Regions from separate parts of the Mus musculus genome. Here regions 1 and 2 are each linked to region 3. Evidence: chromatin contacts called from public ChIA-PET data. All regions are on one chromosome and are shown on one strand. The core of a region is the stretch at or near the end of the contact, and the rest is flanking DNA. Distances in the headings are between cores, read along the strand shown. Region 1 overlaps Filip1 (filamin A interacting protein 1). Region 2 overlaps Myo6 (myosin VI). Region 3 holds the start of Senp6 (SUMO/sentrin specific peptidase 6).

Evidence for each region. ChIA-PET counts read pairs in DNA pulled down with a chosen protein or histone mark.
Region 1: a contact with region 3 is called in an RNA polymerase II ChIA-PET map of effector CD8 T cells, with 25 read pairs. The contact joins the enhancer-like site here to the promoter of Senp6 in region 3. A contact is called at or near these places in 4 of 39 promoter capture datasets (the C10 cell line, cranial neural crest, hippocampal neurons and 1 more), 7 of 484 Hi-C or Micro-C datasets (B cells, the Ba/F3 cell line, erythroblasts and 4 more), 7 of 115 datasets of contacts at active chromatin or transcription factors (acute myeloid leukemia, bone marrow-derived macrophages, craniofacial prominence and 4 more) and 2 of 9 other capture datasets (adipose tissue and liver).
Region 2: a contact with region 3 is called in an RNA polymerase II ChIA-PET map of effector CD8 T cells, with 29 read pairs. The contact joins the enhancer-like site here to the promoter of Senp6 in region 3. A contact is called at or near these places in 1 of 39 promoter capture datasets (liver), 5 of 484 Hi-C or Micro-C datasets (the HL-1 cell line, the HPC-7 cell line, Th1 cells and 2 more), 2 of 115 datasets of contacts at active chromatin or transcription factors (effector CD8 T cells and memory CD8 T cells) and 3 of 9 other capture datasets (adipose tissue, liver and pancreatic islet).

Annotation. Positions count from the first base shown.
Region 1 is chr9:79,815,260-79,817,959 of GRCm38.p6, reverse strand. Filip1 (filamin A interacting protein 1) reads left to right here. Exons shown (of 6, transcript NM_001081243.2): 5 at 1-62; 6 at 2,063-2,700. The coding sequence ends at 2,269. Among named protein-coding and RNA genes, the nearest start is that of 4930429F24Rik, 23 kb to the right of the region's middle. Within about 2 kb of position 1,264, at least 79 of the 459 cell types and tissues checked have an H3K27ac peak or open chromatin away from gene starts, as enhancers often do. A contact at or near this core is called in the Ba/F3 cell line, acute myeloid leukemia, bone marrow-derived macrophages and 8 more, where this site is marked.
Region 2 is chr9:80,280,092-80,282,791 of GRCm38.p6, reverse strand. It overlaps Myo6 (myosin VI), which reads right to left. Exons shown (of 33, transcript NM_001039546.2): 21 at 1,201-1,331; 22 at 1,032-1,109. Among named protein-coding and RNA genes, the nearest start is that of Gm27227, 16 kb to the right of the region's middle. Within about 2 kb of position 1,436, at least 9 of the 459 cell types and tissues checked have an H3K27ac peak or open chromatin away from gene starts, as enhancers often do. A contact at or near this core is called in effector CD8 T cells and memory CD8 T cells, where this site is marked.
Region 3 is chr9:80,065,539-80,068,238 of GRCm38.p6, reverse strand. It overlaps Senp6 (SUMO/sentrin specific peptidase 6), which reads right to left and starts at 1,336. Exons shown (of 24, transcript NM_001311110.1): 1 at 667-1,336. The coding sequence starts at 715.

The DNA.
Region 1 (2,700 bases), core at 15-2,514, 250 kb after region 3:
TGACCAGCACTATAACCATAACCCCGGTCACAACGTCATCCACACGAGGAACCCAATCAGTGGTGAGTAGAGCAGAACCCAGAACAGAGGGCAAGCAGGGAAGGGGCTGGAGAGACCAGCCAGCTCCTGCACAGGAGGGAAACCCCTGCCTCTGCCAGCATCCAGACGCTCCCCCGCCAGTTGCCTATTCAGAAATAATAAGGATCTTAGGAGCCAGGCATGGTGGCGCGCACCTTTAATCCCAGCACTCAGGAGACAGAGGCAGGCAGATTTCTGAGTTCGAGGCCAGCCTGGTCTACAAAGTAAGTTCCAGGACAGCCAGGGCTATATATACAGAGAAACCCTGTCTCGAAAAACCAAAAATAAAAAAAAATTAAAAATAAAATAAGAAAAAAGGATCTTACCTAGAAGTGAAAATGCACATTTTGATAAATTGAGCCAATTCTTTTAGAGATTTATTTATTTTATCTATATGAGTACACACTATAGCTGTACAGATGGTTGCGAGCCTTTATCTGGTTATTGGGAATTGAAATTAGGACCTCTGCTCACTCCGGTCAACCCGGATCACTCTGGTCAACCCCAATTGCTCTGGTCTGCCCCTTTTGCTCAGTCCCTGCTGGCTCTGGCCCAAAGTACACTATAGCTGTCTTCAGACCAGAAGGGGGCATCAGATCTCATTATGGTTGGTTGTGAGCCACCATGTGGTTGCTGGGATTTGAACTCAGGACCTTTGGAAGAGCGGTCAGTGCTCTTACCCACAGAGCCATCTGGCCAGCCCAAATCGAACCAATTTTAAGAAAGCATTTCATTTATTCACAGAAATTTATAGAGACTCCATAATATACTCGCAAAGACAATCTCTTTGAAAAGGTGCTATAGAAGAATCATAAGGTTTAAAATGTGAATTTTTTAATGTTCAAAATATTAAAAAAAAAGCAGTCCAAAGCAGAGTTAAAACTGCTTCCAGTTGTGTTTCTAGTGTAAGTGTTCAGTGGGTGATTAGGTATGGCCACAACTCCTCTCCATCCCAAAATTAAGACTGCAAGATTTTCATATTAAAATCTTTTCAACAAAAAGTAACTCTGTATGTCCAAAATCTGTATTTTATTTAACATCTTGCAGAGAGCAGGTGAATGTGCAAACAGGACCATACTGAAAATAGAACTGAGAATCAGGTGTGGCGGTATATGCTCGTTATTCTAGCACTGAGGAAATGGGCAAGAAGGTTGCAGGTTTCAGCCTAGCCTAGACTACAGAGCAGAAGCATGCCTCTAAAGGAAAAGGGGAAGGAAGCATTTAAAGATGTCACAATAGACTACATGCAGACGGTGGCTCGGGGTCCAGTCTTTGCTGTGTAACTGGGGCTTTAAGAAATGTAAGAAGATGTGCGGGGCATGACAGTAAGCAGTGTGATGCTGCCCATGTTTGTTGAGTAGTTGGAAATCAGATCTGGACTTCAGAAGGGATTGGCAGCTAAAGACTCTAGGACTTGGATGCATGGAACACAAGCAAGGGGCTTCTCAGGCTAAAGGTGGACACTTCATTAAAAGGCTGAGACTGGAGCGTGGTGACGCATCTACAAGGCAGGCAGGGTCAAAGGAACCATCAAGAGAAAGAAAAGTGTCCTCAGAGCTTGGAAGCATTGGTGAGACTCATACAGAGACCGAAGCAGAGTACTCGGTGAGGAACACTGTTAGAGGGTGGGTGTAGTCAGAGTGCCGATTTAAACGGAAGTCTGAGGTCGCCAACAGATGACTAGAGCCACTTCCTTTGAAAGGGTAGATTGGAAGACAGTGGTATGTCTAGGCATTGAGGCCATCCTCTGTCAGGATAGAGTTGACGAACTAAGGTTTGAGAGGGAAGCTCAGCACAGATGTTTCAAGAAAGCCGAAGGAATAAGAGCGGTTAGATGCAGACTGCGGCTTTCTCAACCCTTTTCCCTAGGATGGGTTGTTGTGAAATGCCCCTTTGTGGCAGGAATTAGGCTAATGCACAAGGTTTAGGACAAAACTGGGCAAACTCACCAACATGTCCCCTTTGTCTGTGTTTTCTCTTCCAGTCAGGACAAGATGGGTCATCTCAGCGGCCTACACCCACCCGCATCCCCATGTCAAAAGGTATGAAAGCAGGAAAGCCAGTAGTGGCAGCCCCAGGAGCAGGAAATCTGACCAAATTCCAGCCTCGAGCTGAGACTCAGTCTATGAAAATAGAGCTGAAGAAATCTGCAGCCAGCAGCACTGCCTCTCTTGGAGGGGGGAAGGGCTGAGGGCAGTGGCTAAGGGGGTATGTTGTAAGGATGCTACTGCTGCTGTGGAAACAAACCTTCCTCTGTTTGTGCCAACCCTTTACATGTACTACTAATTTAAGTTTTAAATAACTTGTTTATAAAATAACCATCTAATAGCCTTGCGGCTTTCCTCTCTATTTTGTGCATTTGTTTCAATGCAGAGGAATAGAATTAATTAGCAAAATTGCTGTTTGCTGAAAGTTTTGTTGAAGATGTTGGTCCTGAGACAGGTTCTGGCCTCCAGTTCAGTTTTACTTCTAGCATGTGGCCCCAGCCAATGTAGCTCACGAGTTATGAAGCCCTCAGTATCTTCATGAGAGAGATTTGGGGACCACGTTCCATGCTTCCAAAGACTGGCTCCCAGTTCTTCTAATTGTAAGCCAAGTTTAATAGACTTAGTTCTACGATTT
Region 2 (2,700 bases), core at 187-2,686, 210 kb before region 3:
CTTTCAACAACCCTTTTGCATCTTTCGAGAGGTGAATAACCCAAGTTCTTTCTTTTTCCAGCTATTAACTAGTTACTATAGCTCTGAAACAAGAGATATGTTAAATTTATGATAAACAACACAAAGTAATGTGAAGCCAGCTATGAGCGCCTATGTTTCCTTTTTCTCTTCATTTTCCACAGGAAATGGTGTAGGTTCTGTGATAGACACCACAGACTAGTAATGCAATTGCGTATTTTCATCTTGTGCTCAAAAAATATGAAATTAGATTTATTAAAATTACCTTATTCTTGAGACACTAGAGATAGTTGACTAGTGCAACTAGTAAGCTGCAATAACAATTATATTTACAATTATAAGGATGTAATCATTATGTCAGTGTTTCAAATGTTAGGAACATGGAATTAGTATTACTAACACTTGTGAACAGACTTAAGTGTTTGTGTACACAATACAGTTAGCTATGAAGTTTTCTAGTCAGCTGATAGCACAACTGCAGTATTATGTTAGCCTAAAAAACAACCTAATGTATGTAGTGTTTATACATTCCTACATGGTAAAATCTGGCAACAGGCAGTACAAACTCCAATCAAGTTTCATATGCTTTATATTGCCACACTCTAGTGAAGCTTTTCCACACTGAAAACTCCAACATATTACGACAACACACCAAACAAGATTATAGGCCTGGTATTTAGGAGCCTGGGCCAATTTAGATACAGAATTCTGTGACCACTTGGGTTACATACTGAGCTATCTAACTGTCCCATTATAAAAATATTCTAGAAAAAAATTTTCAACTTTCTTAAAATTTTAGAAAGTTTTGGTTAGTTCTTATTTAAGAAAAAATTAAACAATCCTCTGATTCCAATACTGATTAAAACTGTAATTTAAACTAGAATATGAAACAGCCCCAAACAGGAAACCTGTGTGAGTAGAAACATAATCTCATACTGTTTCACATAATGTTGTAATAATATAAATTGCTAATAATTAAGAAAATAAATGCGAAGCCTGTCATATATATTTACCTTGCCAGGTCTGAAAAATACTTTTGTCAGCCCAAACTTGTAGTCAACTTCATTTAATCCCAAAGCTTTAAAAAGAGCCTGAAAAACAAGTTTCAAAAGTTGAGTTTCAACTACAAAGTAATAGAAAAGATTTGTTGCTAAGAAATTTCTACTGAAGCAGCACTTATACCTTACAAAATAACCTCGGATCCAATCTTGCAAGTTTTTCTGGCATGTACTTCTTGTACATGTTATAGAGTTCATGGAACGAGGCTCTTGAAGGGAAACCCCCTTGCATTAGGTCCAACACAGACACCATACCTACAGGCATGAGCACAAATAATTTCCAGTCACAGTACGGAAGTCTAGGGTGACATATGAAAAACCCATCAATTTTACAAGTGAAAATTTATGAAAAGACAGCTTATAGAGAGGAAGTATCAGCAGTGAGGACAACGCAGGAAATCACACCTCCAGCCAGTGCTTATTTAAGTCCCAGCTGATTTATCATGTAAAGAAGCCATGAGGAAACCCCATGTGAAATCCGCACAGCTGACCATTTCCCAAAGGCAGCCCATCCAAAAGGCTCCAGTATGACTTGTATCTTTCTAAATTTCATAAAAGTACAAAAAACAAAGTCCTGCATTTGACCACCTTAAGTCCTAAAGTTAATTTTGGAATAAAATTTCTAAAAAAGTCTCCATTTCTACATTTTTCCAAGAACTAATATGAAGCAAAAGAAAATTTATTATTTAAATATTATGTGTAATATACACATACATGCACACATACACAGCCACATATATACACACACCACATATATACACATGACACACACACACACAGATATACACATACCACACATACCACATACACACATATACATACACCACAAACACATACCACACATATACACATGCGCACACACACACTTTTACTGGGTTGGGACTACTGCTACCAAGTAGCACACTAGCCTTGCATGCCCAAGGCCCTAGGTTCTAGCCTCAGCTTCAAAATAAGGCCTCTTCTACTAAGGTCTCAAAAAAAAGACTTATCTCTGGTTGAGAATCTGAGTCTACAGGATAAATATGAACTATTAATTTAACTCTAATAAATGGTCAGTCTGAGCCTCAAGTCAACATGAACTTTTCTGGTCAGCATTAACAGGCAGGCAACACAAGTTACAAAAGAAGAAAGCCTGCCTCTCTCATCCTCCCTCACTTTGTCCTGATACTTGCCAGACTGTAATTTTAATAGAAGGTATCTGTCCTGGTTAGTCAGCTTGACACAAACTGAAGTCATCTTGGAAGGGAGAACACCATGCCTCTATTGGCCTGTAGGGAAATCTATGGGCATTTTCTTGATTATTAATTGATATGGGAGGGTCCAGCCCATAGTGTGTGGTGCTGCCATTGGATATGCGGTTTTGGAGTCCTGGGTTGCGTGAGGCTTGTTTTCAAGCCAGTAAACAGTGTGTTCCTCCATGGTCTATGCTTCAATTCCTGCCTCCAAGTTTCCACCTTGAGTTCCAGCCCCGACTTCTCTCAGTGACGGAGTTGTAAGGTGAAGGAAGCACTTTCCTTCTTCCAATTGCTTTTGGTCATGGTTTTAACCATAGCAAACTAGGCTGGTATCTTAAAATGATTGTCTTTAATGCAGAAAAAAAAGTCTAAATGGAAAGGTCAAACTA
Region 3 (2,700 bases), core at 87-2,586:
ACAAGCGACTAAAAATGGGAACACACCCTAACTCTTTTACCTTCCCCGGCTGTCTCCAAACCGACACTTGGAAGCTCATTCTCTCTCTTTTTTTTTTTTTCCACCTCCCATACCTGCTTTACAAAGTATAAACAACCAAACACATCTCACCGGAGTTCGGGGCACCGCCGGGTCTAACCTGCACCCCGAGGGCAGCGGCTAGCCTGGGAGCTTTTAACCACAGGGCAGTGTTAACCACCACCTCTCCCCCTGCCTCCTTGGATCGGCCAGTTTCAACCAAGCTTAGGTCTGAAACTTTCCACGAACGCTTAAGAAAGACGCGGACGAAGTCTGCTCCTCACCCACTAGGCACCCATCGAGAATATGGAGGTGGGAGCGAGCCCAAGCCTTCGGCGCGCCCCTCGCAGGCCGCCCTGGGCCTCGGCTCGCTGCGCTACCACCGCGCCGCCTCGCGCCGGCCTGCCCGAGCCTTGGCCCGGGCGGACCCGAAGTCGGCGCGCCTGCAGCGCGTTCCCAGCGGGCCATCGGCCGTCCGGGCCCCCGTGGCCCCCGCGGCCCCAAGCCCACCCGGAGCAGAGAGCTGAGTATCACGGCCCGGGGGTGGGAGACACCCCGGTGTCGGCGAATTTCGCCCCCGACTCTCCCCCGAGGGAGACCCGAGCGTACCTTTCAGGAAAAGAGCCCCAGCGCTGCCACCGCTCTTGCCCGCCGCCATCTTCCTCCTTCCACGCCGCCTCCTTCTTACTCCATGGCCGACACCGGCGCGGTGCTGGCGGGGAATGGGGGCCGCGCGTCGGGAGGGTAGCAGCCGCAGGGTGGCGGGCCTCGGGCTCGACCTCCGCGAGGGGCGCTCCCCGCCGGCCGGGCCCCCCACACAAAAGCGGGCCTGACGGGAGGCGGCGAGGCCCACGGCCTGGGCTGCTTCTCCTCAGGCGCCTACCGGGGACCGTGAGCGGCGGCGGCGGCGCTTCCCGGGCCCGGCTCCCCTCGGCACACGACTCCCCATCCACCGGGCCGCGCCGGCCTCTGAGGAGCTCCCTCCGCTCCCCTCCGCCCCGCTCCGCCGCTGGCTCCGGAGGACGGAGAACGGAGCGAACGCTCACACGCCTTCTACGTCCCGGGCCGTAAAATGGCCGCAGCGGCTTGAGCCGAGCGAGGGCTCCGCGACCGTGAGGCGCCCGCGACCCCTCGCTGCTCCAGCAGTGGCCGCCGCCGCCCGCCCACCCCGCCCAGGCGTCAGAGCATCAGCCCAGGCCTCGGCGACTGTCCATGTGGACGGGGGTGGGTCTCCGCCACCGCCGCGCGTCGGTCGCCACAGCAGCCCCGCCGCCGCTCCTCCCCCACCGGCCTCCGGGCCCGCCCCGCCGCCGCCGCCGCCCCAGAGCCTCTCTCTCCCTTCGGGTCCCTGCTCGCCCCCCTCCGGGCTCGGCCGAACCCGAGCCGGGGGCTGTCGTCCTGCCGGCCTGGGGTGGCCTTGTCTGGCCGGCCTTGGCGAGGGACGAACAAAAACCCCTTCCTCGGAAGGCCCCCATGGCAGAGCCGGCCTGCGAGCGCTTGCCAGCCTGCCGGCCAGGTATTCTATTTGGTCGAGTCGCACCACAAATTCTAAAGAAACGCTCCAAGTTCTTGTCTGACCCTGAATTTAAAACGTGCCATGGGAAGGAAAAAAAAAAAAAATGAAGCCAGGTAATTGGAAAATAAAATTGTGTTCACATCCATCTTCCAAACAATGCATATATGATATGATTGAGCCAGTACACTTTGTGTGTGTGTGTGTGTGTGTGTGTGTGTGTGTGTGTGTGTGAGAGAGAGGGGGGGGGGGGAGAGAACACAGTAGACTATGATACAATTTGAGGGGCTTTTTTTTTTCTTCTTTTTTCTTACAAACCCCATGTAGTGGTGTAGGTTTTTCCCAGTCCATAAAGGGATAGAGACAGGTGGATCTCTCTGTCAGATGGAGGCCAGCCTGGTCTACAAAGGAAGAGCCTGTCTTCAAAAACAACAACAACAACAACAAATCCATGAAAAATGCAGAAAATGAAAAAAAAAAGTTACAGAAATTCAAGCCCCTTAGCTGTGTGGTCAGCTAATAAACATTTTTTTCTTTCCTTTCCTTCCTTCCTTCCTTTCTTTCTTTCTTTCTTTCTTTCTTTTTTTTTCTGGTTTTTTCAAGACAGGGTTCCTCTGTGTAGCCCTGGCTGTCCTGGAACTCAGAAACCCGCCTGCCTCTGCCTCCCAAATTCTGGGATTAAAGGTGAGCTAGCGCTACCACTGCCCGGCTACATTTTTTCTTTAAAAAAAAAAAAAAAAGTGGGTGGGGTTGGGGGGAGGGTGTTTTGCCTGCATTTAGGGTGGGAAAGCTGCTTCTTGTAGTTACTTCAGAGGCCGGAAGAGGGTACCCAGGCTAACCAAACTGCTGAATCCATTTCTCCAGCCCTTTGAGTGAAAAAGTGAAACATAAAAAACAAAAGATTCTAGGCCTTTAGGCCCAGGCTTGAGAATGTGACCTTTGTGACTCAATGCTCCATGGTATGCTAATCATAAAACAAATAGCGGCATTCCTCCAGCAACCTGCTTCCTGGGTTCAGGGCATGTTTGTTCAAAGAAAGTCACCCTGACCCACCCTGACCATTGCTGGAACCCTCTATGCAAATATGCTATTGTTAGAGGCTCCTAGAAAACTGTCTTGACTTTCCACTT